Linked DNA regions of Mus musculus: regions 2 and 3 are each linked to region 1. The links are chromatin contacts, called in public promoter capture Hi-C maps. All regions are on one chromosome and are shown on one strand. Each heading gives the region's core, a stretch centred on a gene start, on an enhancer-like site or on the middle of the called end of the contact. The rest is flanking DNA. Distances are from core to core; before and after follow the strand shown. Region 1 holds the start of Kansl2 (KAT8 regulatory NSL complex subunit 2). Region 2 holds the start of Eif4b (eukaryotic translation initiation factor 4B). Region 3 holds the start of Map3k12 (mitogen-activated protein kinase kinase kinase 12).

Region 1 (3,571 bases), core at 831-3,330:
TGCTTTTATTTTTCAAAATTATTTCTGGAAACACATTTTACTATCAATCCACTACAGGCACACACGCTTCAAATCTAGAACTAGCTGTTTACAAATTACCTAGTAAAGCCATATTTTTGCACAAATTAAATACATATATGATTAAAAAAAAAACTATGATGCCCCTTCCAAAACACACACACAGTGTGCCCATTACTTAACAAGGCTTGGCAAGTGAGTCAGCGCTCCAGCATGAAGAATTAACTTAGAGTGCCAATTCAGTGACTCAGCAAACAGAAGGGCCTACCACCAAGGCCAGACAGACCACCTGAGTTCCATCACCCCCCACACAGCAGAAAGCTACCCTCCGACCACGTGTGTGTGGCAGCACGTGAATCCTCATAATAGATGTTTAAGGAAGAAGACTTTAGAGCTGCAATCCCAGAACTCCAGAAGCCGAGGCAGGAGAATTAAGGGTTAAAATCAGTCTGACCATAATCAGAACTCAAAACCTTAATTTTTCCAGCAAGCGATTAACTAAATATCTCTCCCTCAAATGGCCTTCCAGTTCTCATTATTGGCGGGGTGGGGTGGGAGGGTTGAGACAGGGTTCTGTTTAGCCCTGGCAATTCTGGAATTCAATGCTTTTACTAGGCTGGCCTGAACTCCCAAGTGCCAGGATTAAAGGCCTGCACCACTGCTGCCAGCATCATCACCTCTGAGCATTTGAGTGTTTTGACCTGCCTCCCAAAGAGTGAATATCCTTAATACCTTTTTTACAAACACACGACCTAAAACTCCGCAGATACGACCAACTCTACACATCATGTTCCCCTTTGCACTTTAAAACTGAAGGCAGGGGACAAGCATGTGGCACCAACATTCTCCCACTCCAGTTCCAGGAGACCCAACGCCCTCCCCTCAAGCATGAACGTGGTACACCAACACACATGCAGGCAAACACCCATACACATGAAAGTTCTTTAAAAAACCATAAAGGGTTGCCAAAACTGTTCCAAGCAAGGGCGAGACTGTCTCAAAAGAGGAGCCGGGGGTGGGGGAGTCTGTGACTCTGCAAGCCTAGCTTAACCTTCTGTCTGTCCTTCCGTACCAGGAGGTACTAAAACCGACTCCAGCAAATTGGCCTCTGACCTCCCCACGTGTCCCTAACCACACAAAACAAACTACCAACGGGAAATAAATGCTTCGAAATGTAATAAAAGTCTAACGGTAGGAGGTTTGGGCGTTGAAGCAGGCTCGGTGATACAACCTGTGCTTGGCGTGCATTGAAAAGTAAGAACGACTCTCGGAGCCCGAAGGCACCCATATAACCCACGCCTCTCCACGTACCCATCTTTCTTCTCGGGCTTTGGGGCAGCACTGGGGCACCTTTTTCCATTCTTCGTCGAGACGTAACTACATTGTTTGAAGGGTGCATTCTTGTCTTCAAGAATGTGCTTAATGCAGAACTCCTGCCCCTCCAGCCGCGGCTGAGAGCACGGGCGGTGAGTGAACGAACAGGAAAGGGGCTCCTGCGACCTGGGCACTGGGGTGATCCTCCCCCGATTCGTTGGCAAGACGTGAATCCGAATCCTGTTCATGCCAAAACCTGCGGGGAGGGCGGTCACACGACAGATCGAAACGGCCTTAGCCCGGCCACGAGTCCTGGTTGCGTGCTCCCGCGGCCGCCCTCCAGCCTCCCGTCACCGACCCGCCCGCCGCCCGGGCCCCTACCACGTTGGCCGAATCTCCGCAGCAGCAGACCGGAAGCGCGGCGCCTGTCCCACGCGGCACCACTGCAACGGCGCGGCACGCCCCGCCCCCACGCCCCGGCTCGCCGCCTTTGTCCCTGGCCGCCTCAGCGCTCACAGCCCCGACCCGAGCGCCTTGGCCGTCGTCCTACAAGCGCCATCTTGTCCCACGGCTCCCGGCACCGGAGAACCTGGCTCCCCGAAAGCCTAGCAACCAGAGAGGCTCCAACGCTGCAGGAGACGACGTGCCGCGCTGAGCTGACAGAGAAGGCGAGCAGCGCCTAACAGCAAAGGAGAAGCGCCCGGCACGGCGCCATCTTACCTCCCCCACCGCGCGGCACCGCGCAGCTTGCCCTCTGGCTGCTCCGCCTGCTCGGAACGCGACCCTAGACGCTGATTGGTTGCTGCGCTGAGGGTGCTGTGCTCCTATTGGTCAGAACTAACACTAGCCTGTGGAGGGCGGGACAGTGAGAGACTCCACAACGGGAGTGGCTGAAGTGAAGTGTCTGTCAGAAACTCGGCCGGTGAGTGGGCCGTCGGAAAGGCGGGCCACCGCCAGTCGCCGGATTCGGATATTTTTCCATCTGAAGGGTTCGTCTTCTGGTGGCAGTAGTCTCCAGTCTTCTCGGGCAGCTACTTCTTTACCGTCCCTACACAGCAGAAGAGTAGACATTGGGGTGGCTGGAGAAATGGCACCGACTGCTCTTCTAGAGATCCTGAGTTCAATTCCCAGCAACCACATGGTGGCTCACAACCAACTCTAACGGGATCCGATGCCCTCTTCTGCAGTGTCAGAAGACAGGGACAGTGTACTCATATGAATAAATCTTAAAAAAAAGAAAAGAAAAAAAGTGGACGGTGGCTGACCGTGTTTTCTGTTTACACATGAAAAGGTTTTATTAGTTTTCTATGGTGACCAACCAGTTCATTTAATTTTTTTTTCTTGGTCATTTCATGTAAACACTCGAACTCTTTCTATCTCATGAATCATATATATGTACTAATTAATTTTTGTAGAGCAGCCCTAAGAGGTAGACATTATTTTTTAGGTAGACATTATTTACAGATAAAGTGATGGAAAATCAAAATGACTTCTGGCATAGCGCATGCTTCTCAACGCCCTGCCGAATAGTGTATTATAGAAACAGGCTATTCCGTTTTCACGATTCTTTAAAGATTCCAACCACACCTATAGAAATCCGATGGCTCTCTGCCTTATTCTCTTCTTCTTCTCCCCCCCCCCCCGCCCCCCTTTGGAGACAGGGTTTCTCTGTGCAGCCCTGGCTGGCCTCGAACTCAGAAATCCGCCTGCCTCTGCCTCCCAACTTATTCTCTTAAGAGAGTATCTCCCACTTGGTAGTGGTGGCAGACTCCTTTAACCCCAGCACTGGGGGGGGGGGGGGGGGGGGGAAGAGTAGAAGCAGGCAGATCTCCGAGTTCGAGGCTAACTTGGTTTACAAAGCCAGTTCCAGGACAGCCAGGGCTGCACAGAGAAACCGTGTCTCAAAAACAAAAGATGAAAAAGCCACCAGGTACGGTTACGGTAGGTAGCACACACCAGTAATCTGAACACTGTGGAGAGAGGCAAGGGGGTCTCTGTGGTCAAAGACAGGATCTGGACTTGTCTCACTGAACCTGGAGTGCACCATTTTTAAAAACTTATTTGTGCCCGGCATGGTGGCGCACATGCCTTTAATCCCAGCACTCGGGAGGCAGAGGCAGGCAGATTTCTGAGTTCGAGGCCAGCCTGGTCTACAGAGTGAGTTCCAGGACTCTGAGTAGCCAGGGCTACACAGAGAAACCTTGTCTCAAAAAAACAAGGGAAAAAAAAGAGTTACAGT
Region 2 (3,516 bases), core at 883-3,382, 3.5 Mb after region 1:
CTTTAATCCCAACACTTAGGAGGCAGGAGGATCTGGATCTCTATGAGTCAGCCTGATATACATAGCAAGTTCCATGCTAGACAGGGCTAAATAGTGAGACCTTTTCTCAAAAGCAACAAAATGACAGCGAGAAAGCAAAAGAAAGAAAGAAAGAGAGAGAGAGAGAGAGAGAGAGAGAGAGAGAGAGAGAGAGAGAGAGAGAAAGTGAGAAAGAGAGAAAGAGAGAGGTTTGGATTAGTGATTTGGCAGTGGGTTGCACACGGCCTTATAAAAGCTTATTTAGCTTTCATTCTAACACCCAGGAGGCAGAGGCAAGTGGATCTCTGGGAATTTAAAGCCAGCCTGGTCTACAGAGTGAGGTCCAGGACAGCCAAAGGTATGAAACAGAGAGACCCTGTCTCTCAAAAAAAAAAAAAAAAGTCTTATTTTGTCCATGTCAGTGTGGCCATGTTTCTCAGCAACTGTTCAGATCTCTCCTCCAGGAAGACGTGTGGCAGCCATATTCTGCATGCATTGCAGTAGACAAAGCCTTCAGGCAAGAAACCCAGCTAGGAAGTTAATACAGTGGTCAGGCTGAAAACCATTGGGGAAAAGCAATAGCAAATTAAAGGAGAGGGACTGGGTAGGTACGGCTATCAAACCTTGACAAATGATCTCGTTGTCTCTTTGTAGCCCAGTCTGATCTTCACTTGTTCTGTAGTCAAAGCTTGCCTTCCACTGATCTTTCTATCTCAATCTACCAAGCACGGTGATTACCACTTTTGTATGTGGTGCTCCATACTGAGCTAAGAAAAGTATTTCTGTCTTCTTGTTTTGTTTTTGTTTGGTTGGCTGGTTTAGGGGTTATTTTGTTTTGTTTAGTTTTGTTTTGAGACAGGGTCTGTGTGTATGTAGCCTTGGCTGACTTGGAACTGGATATGTAGACCAAATTAGCCTCAAACTCTCTATACATAGAGATTTGCCTTTGTCTGCCTTCCAACTGTAGGAATTAGAGATGTGTGCCAGCTGGGCATGGTAATGAATACTGTTAATCCCAGCATTCAGGAGGCAGAGATAGGTGGCTCTCTGAATTTAAAGTCTTGCCTGGTCTACATAATGAGTTCCAGGACAGCCAGTGCTATGTAGAGAGACCCTGTTTCAAAACACCAAATTAAATATAAGTAAATAAATTAATTAAGGGTATGTGCCACCATGCCTGTTTCTGCAAATCATTTTTTAAAGTATATTTATTTTTATTTTATGTGCATTGCTGTTTTGCTGCATGTATGTCTATATGAGGGTGTCAGATCCTTTGGAACTGGAGTTAGAGTTGTGAGCTGCCATGTGGGTGCTAGGAATTCTGGAAGAGTAGTCAGTGCTCTTAACCGCTGAGCCATCTCTCCAACCCCTGTTTTTATTTGTTTGTTTTTTGTTTGTTTTATGGTTTGTATGTTTTAGGGTCATAAAAAAATTTTAGGAGCTGGAATTGTGGCTCAGTGGCTAAGAATGTTCCCTGTTCTTGTAGAGGGGCAGGCCATCTGGAGTTGTACCCAACTGCCTTTTACTCTATTAGCCTACTTACCTGTAATGTTTATCATTTGTAGTATTTTATTCAAGGTAGTTTTAATCCCTTTTTATATCCACAAATGTCTGTTAAACAGTGCCTGGCACGTGGCTGGTGTTCAATAGTTTCACTTTTTGAAATATATATTTTTAAAAAAAATGAAGCATTCGCTGTAAGAAATGTGGCTAGCCACTCGGTGCTGGCCCTTGTCAGTCCATTGGAGGGTTAAATGAGGCAAAAGCCCATGGTTCAAATGTTACCTTCTTAATTGAAACCATTCTACGGAACATTATATTTTCTTTGTCTTTACAAAAAGTGATTTAAAAAGAAACTCAGAATCTTCCCTTCGGAAAAAATCAATTGTGGCACACCCATTCTAGATTCCAAGTCCACTCTGTTCCATAGAATCAGCAAGTGCGACCCCGCCCTTCGCGCCGATCCAGCACCCACAAGTCTGTGCGCCAGGAGACTCCGCCCCGGGCGCAGATCGGACCGGACGGCCGCGCCGGGCCCGACGTAAAGCGAAGGGTTTCGCGACAGCTCAGACTCCACCCCTTCGGCCACATGTCGCGCAGGTCTTCCCGTCGGACGCCGCGCCACCCCCTCGCGCTGCTTTACGAACCCAGCGCGGCGGCGGCGCCCCGCCTTCTGCCTCCGTCCTCGGCTCCCCGCCCCCTCCTGGTTTCACGTCTCCAAGCCCGTCGCGCCCGCTATAATCACGTGACTGCCTCATCCGGGTCCTTTGCGTTCTCTCTCCCTCTCCCAACATGGCGGCCTCAGGTGAGTGAGCGGCCGAGCGTGGCCAAAGACCAGGCTCGGAAACAGCCTCCGGGCTTGGTCCGCTCCTTGCTGGAGGTCGGGGGCAGGAGGCACCGGCTCCTTTCGGACCTGGGGGCAGCGGCAGGCTAGCGGCATGGCCGCTTGAGGTTACCGCCTCGGGATGTCTAGGGGGAGGGGAAGGCCTTCCCCTCCCCCTCACACCCTTTTCACCCCGTTGCGCGAGGTTGGAGTAGGCAGAAATGGTGGACCCTGCCTTCAATTGGAGGAGGCAGCACAGAGAGACGTGCGGGAGGCGCGAGGCTCTCAAAGGCGTGAAGCACCGCGCCCGCGCCAAGGCGCGGGTGGAGGAAGGAGGCGGTTGGCGCGCGGACCGGAACACATTGGGCCGGGTCTCCAAGGCGCGAGGCCGTTGCGGACCCTCGTGGGGGCGGGGGGGTGCAGTTAGAACGCGAGCGCGAGGCTGTGGAGGGGCCGATGAAAGCAGCGGTGCGCGTGCGCGGCACGGGCGACGAGGCGAGGTGGTGGAGAAGGCGCGCCTCAGAAACACGCGCTGCTGGACTCCAGATGGGAAGCCTGGATGGACCTGGCTTTTGCTCGTTTATGACCTTGTACTTTAAGCTTTAGTCGGTTTGGGAGCGTGGCACGGCCGCTGTACTCCCAAGCGAACGCATATTAGGTTTGGCCCCACTATAGTTGGGGGTAGGGAACCCAGGGTGCTCCCACGTGTTAGGTGCTGTAGGGATAGACACCTAGATTTCTCCTGTGCCTTTTTCTTTCCACCTCTTGATTCAACCAACAGTTTTTATTGAGTGCACACTATATGCCAGGCAGAGGTGGGGAAGGAAATCGGGGCGTTGCATTATATAGAACTTCCATTTTTTGGGTAGTTTTAGTGTCAGGATTCAGCTTTTGTCATTTTCCCAGATAACTGGGAAACTTCCAGAAGGTGCTATTAAAATAGTGGCTAGAGGTTCTGCGTGCGTTTGTTTGTTTGGTGGAATGTATATTCCCTGCATTGCAAGTGAGGTTTGTGGAGGTCGTTTCGGGTTTTGTTTTTTTGTTTTGTTTTGTTTTCCAAGTTTTTTGCTTTTTGGGTTTTTTTGGCATTTGCAGTGGACCTGTGAATACCAGAGGGCTTTTAGACACCCAGCATTAGTTTTCGTTTTAGTTTATTTTTTATAGCATAATCTGTT
Region 3 (4,009 bases), core at 1,315-3,814, 4.0 Mb after region 1:
CAGTGTCCTCATCCCTAAAGTGACGACAGCAGAACTTGATGATGTTATAGGCATCACTGAAGTAACCAAAACAAGTTTTCGGCCTGGAACCTGGCACACAGGATGCACTCTATAGACAGCAACCATGATGTTTCACACAAAGTACATAGAAAAAAATACTTTTCTTTTTGAAACAAGGTATTATGTCACCCAGACTGGCCTTAAACTTGCAATGTGGTGAAATATGACCGTGAACTCCTGCCTTTACTTTCCCAGTGTAGGAGAAAGTGAAGCATCATGGCAGGCAGGCTTTATGCTAGGGATGGAACCCAGAGTCTTGTCTTTGCTTCTTGCATGCATGTTTGTCAGGCCTTTACCACCTGAACCACCACTAGACCCTGATACAAAGTTGTCTTTTCTTTTTAGTTTGCTGAGACAGACTCAATGTAGTCTTGACTACCCTGAAACTTGTAGTGTAGACAGGCTGGCCTTGAACTCACAGAGATCCACTTGTCTCCACCTGCCTCCACTGTGCTGAGGCTTCTACCAGCCACCATGCTCTGTGCTTCCTTTGTTTACCTCCTCAAGACAAGAGGTAATAATGAGGAAGAAAGGGAGGTAGAGAAAAAAAGAAAAAAGGAAAATAAAGAAAAATGCGACCTGCCAGGTCTGTCAGCACAGGCCTCAAAGGCTCAGCTATTTAAGAGGCTGAGACAGGAGAATTTAAAGTTCAAGCCCTGAGAGGTAACTTAGTGGCACTGTCTCAAAAAATTTGAAAACAAATAAACAAACAAACAAACAAACAAACAACCCAATGGTGTACTTTGGTGGTAGAAAGCTTGCCCAGAATGTAGGCCCTGGGGTCAATTCCTAATACCATGAATAAATAGATAAAACTGAAGAACAGGGCTCTTCTCTGGAGCTCCCTATGCCCCAGAACAGCATGGCCCCTATCCTGGTTCACACATGACCGGGCTTTCTGAGGGCAAATGGACAAACTCTCCTAAAGCCACCATGTCCTCTGCTGGCATCCTTTCAATGGATTCTAGAAAAGCTGCCACCTCCCATTCTCTTACTCCCTAGGCATGGGCAGCAAAGGCAGAGGTGGGTGCTGGAATTTCGTGTTCTCTATCATTTTATTATTAACCCCCATTCCCAGAGACTCAGAGCAGTAACTGCTTTTAACAGGGTTTTGCTCTTGTGAAGAAGTCTAGGAAACCCCAGCCACACCTTCCATCTTCCACCTCCATCCACCAAAGATCTAGGACTTGGCAAGTATTGGACCTTGGGGTCTTCCTGGAAGTCAACAGTTGGTTAGACCCAACTTGGGGCCCAGATAACTTTCCATGAGAGATGGCAGCACTCTTGAACTTGTAAACACTAATGTTTGGACAGCAAGGCCCAGAGGGAACTTGGGCTGTTTCCTTTCCAAATTCTTGCTACTGGTGTAAGCTTGGGATGACCCTCTGCCTGAAAACCACGAGGCGGCTGGGAGAATCAGAAGAGAGTTTAGAGTGAGGCTCCAGGTGCCTGGGGTGTGTGAGACCTCATGTGCATGCTCTTTTGGTTGAAGGCCAAAGAGGCAGAAGACAGAGAGCCGCAAGGCTCCTCCCTGCAGCCCTACTACTGTTTATGGAACCCACCCCTCTTCTCTTTCTACCCTCAGCCAAAGCCTTGCCTACCAAGATTGTAAGCCAAGGAGTTTGGTGAGTGTGTGAGAAAAAGGGAGGTTTGTGAAGCGCCTGACTAGGGAAATGGGTTAAGGAAACCAGAGACGAGCAGGCAGAAGAGAGAGAAAACTACATCCAAATGGAGGACGGGGTGCAACAGCTGGACGGTAGGGAATGCCACAGCTGGAGATTAGAGGGATTACAGATGGACGGGGGAGAGGGCCCTGCCAGGGCATGCAGGTGTAGGTGCAGCCTAATTTTCAGGTAGAGCCTATTAGGTGCAGGAGTGGGGGAGGGGGGCGGTGGGTATATTAGGCCTTGCCCTTCCATCCCTTCCCTGGAGGGGGCCACAATTCTCCCTCCTTTCTAGGTCCTGAGGTTGAGGAGGAGAGGACGTGCTCTTGCCCGCTGTCCTTTAGGTCTTCCCCTAGCCACCCTCATCCTCGCATAATCCACCACAGCTTTGGAGGCTCTTGGTCTCCAAGCTGGGCCGCCGCATCCCTCAGCTTCGCCCGGTTCCTTCCTATCTCCAGGCGTCGGGTCCAGGGCTCTAGTTCCTTCATACCACAGCTTCAGCATCCTCGAGTCACCTCCTCCCCCACCACGCCACAATTGTATCCCGACCCTCCCTCCACGCCAGGATCCCAAGACCCGAACCCATCCCTGCCCCCCACCCCCACAAGTCGCCCAGGCTCTCACCTCGGGGGCTCCGCGGCCGCAGCACAAAAGGCGGCGCTGCTGCAGCTCCGCTCCGGATGCTGCTCCCGCCTCCTCCTCCTCCTCCTCCTTCCCTCCTCCCCCCGTTGCCCTCCACCGGACCTGGAGAGCTGTCACCGGCGATGCTCGTGTGGAACTCAGGTGTACGGGTGTCAGCCCCAGCTTTTAGCCCCCACCCCCTACTCGAAGCCCCGTCCCCACTCGACTTGAACTCCCGCTCCTTCCAAAGCCCCCGCCCCTGGCCCCCCGGGACGGACACGCCCTGAGCGGGGGATGCTGCGCTGGAGTCGCCGGCCTCTTAAAGGAGCCTGTGGCTGCCATCCGGCGCGATCCAGGCTCCTTCCTGGAGGTGTTCTACGGCAGTTCCACTTTGGTCCTCATGCGGAATCTGTAGGATCCCCTTGTGACCTGTCTTACAGATTCTTTCCTACACCCCGAGAGCGCAGTCCATCAGTATACACAACGCTCTGGCACTGGTCCCTTGTCATACCGACATCTCCAGCTGGCCTTCCCTCGTCGCTGCTCCATTTTCACCCAATTGGAATCCACCCAGCCGTAGGTCCCTTCCCACTTCTGTGCTCCTGGATGACCGATCGCTCGTTTTCATTACTGATTCCTCTTACCTCTAACCCTATTCCTTTCTAGCAAGACATCTTATCCTAGACCCATTTTAAAAAACACTCTTTGAATCACGTTTTTCGTGGTATCACTTTCTCCTTCTGTCCAAGGTCACAAGATTTCCCATATTTCTTTCACTCTGGTGGTATCAAGGCTTTGGAGAGCCAAAGGTAATCGTTAAGCTCTGCGCGTATATTAGTTCGTTAATTATTCCTGTGCTCTTTCAGGTGAGACTAAACACAGAAGGTCCATCTAATGATTCTCGGGACAGTTAAAAGAGGTTCACTAGGGCTGATCTAAAGAGGCACGAACCCTGTCAGGCTGCGTGGAGTTAGTGAAGAGAGGCGAAGGACAAGCCACAGAAAAGCAACGGGTTTTTTGACACGGAGTGCTGAGAAGCTTACGCTACAGCCTGGGAGACCGGGTCTGAGGAGAACTCCGGACTTATAAAACCCCAGAGCTCTGGGGTGGGGGTGGCCAGGTAAGGCACACCCTCTGGGGCAGCAAAAGGACTTCGGCCAATCACAGCCTTTCCTCAAGGAGAAGGCTACACCTTTCCTCGTCTCCGCCCTCTGGGCCAAGTGACCAATCTGCAAGCGCCTACAGGAAGTCGCTCTCAGTATAGCCAATAAAGCAGCGAAGCCCGCAGCGGCGCCCGAATGACGCGCTGGCGCCTGGGTTCTGTAGTTCTCTCAGGGAGACAGACCTTACCGCCCCGCCCCTGGCCGCCTACACGCAGCTAATACGCATGCTCACAGTGTCGGCTTGGGAGGAGGCGGTGCGCAAGGAGGAAGGCGGGAATGACATTAGGAAAAAAAAAAAACCAAAAAAACAAAAAACCCAACCCACTCGTAGTAGCTTGGGAAGCTTCCGCCGAGGGTCTGCTCCTCCCAGAAGGCGGTGCAGATGCCCGGGCGAGTCTCGCTGAGGGTTGTGGGGCGGGTAGCTCGGATCCATAAGAAGACACAAGGAGCCGAGTGGGCGGGGGACTCCAGATCCCAGCATGCCCCGCGGCGGGCCCTACC

The links. Promoter capture Hi-C pulls out the DNA fragments that hold promoters and counts their contacts. Capture Hi-C pulls out chosen DNA fragments and counts their contacts.
Region 2: a promoter capture Hi-C map of adipose tissue shows a contact between it and region 1. The contact joins the promoter of Eif4b here to the promoter of Kansl2 in region 1.
Region 3: a contact with region 1 is called in a promoter capture Hi-C map of pre-B cells, with 3 times the contacts expected there. The contact joins the promoter of Map3k12 here to the promoter of Kansl2 in region 1. A contact is called at or near these places in 3 of 39 promoter capture datasets (cranial neural crest, maxillary cranial neural crest and pre-B cells).

Annotation. Positions count from the first base shown.
Region 1 is chr15:98,532,189-98,535,759 of GRCm38.p6, forward strand. Kansl2 (KAT8 regulatory NSL complex subunit 2) reads right to left here and starts at 2,081. Exons shown (of 10, transcript NM_133714.5): 1 at 1,714-2,081; 2 at 1,330-1,588. The coding sequence starts at 1,580.
Region 2 is chr15:102,071,641-102,075,156 of GRCm38.p6, forward strand. Eif4b (eukaryotic translation initiation factor 4B) reads left to right here and starts at 2,133. Exons shown (of 15, transcript NM_145625.3): 1 at 2,133-2,323. The coding sequence starts at 2,311.
Region 3 is chr15:102,514,440-102,518,448 of GRCm38.p6, forward strand. Map3k12 (mitogen-activated protein kinase kinase kinase 12) reads right to left here and starts at 2,565. Exons shown (of 16, transcript NM_001163643.1): 1 at 2,349-2,565. Tarbp2 (TARBP2, RISC loading complex RNA binding subunit) reads left to right here and starts at 3,753. Exons shown (of 9, transcript NM_009319.3): 1 at 3,753-4,009.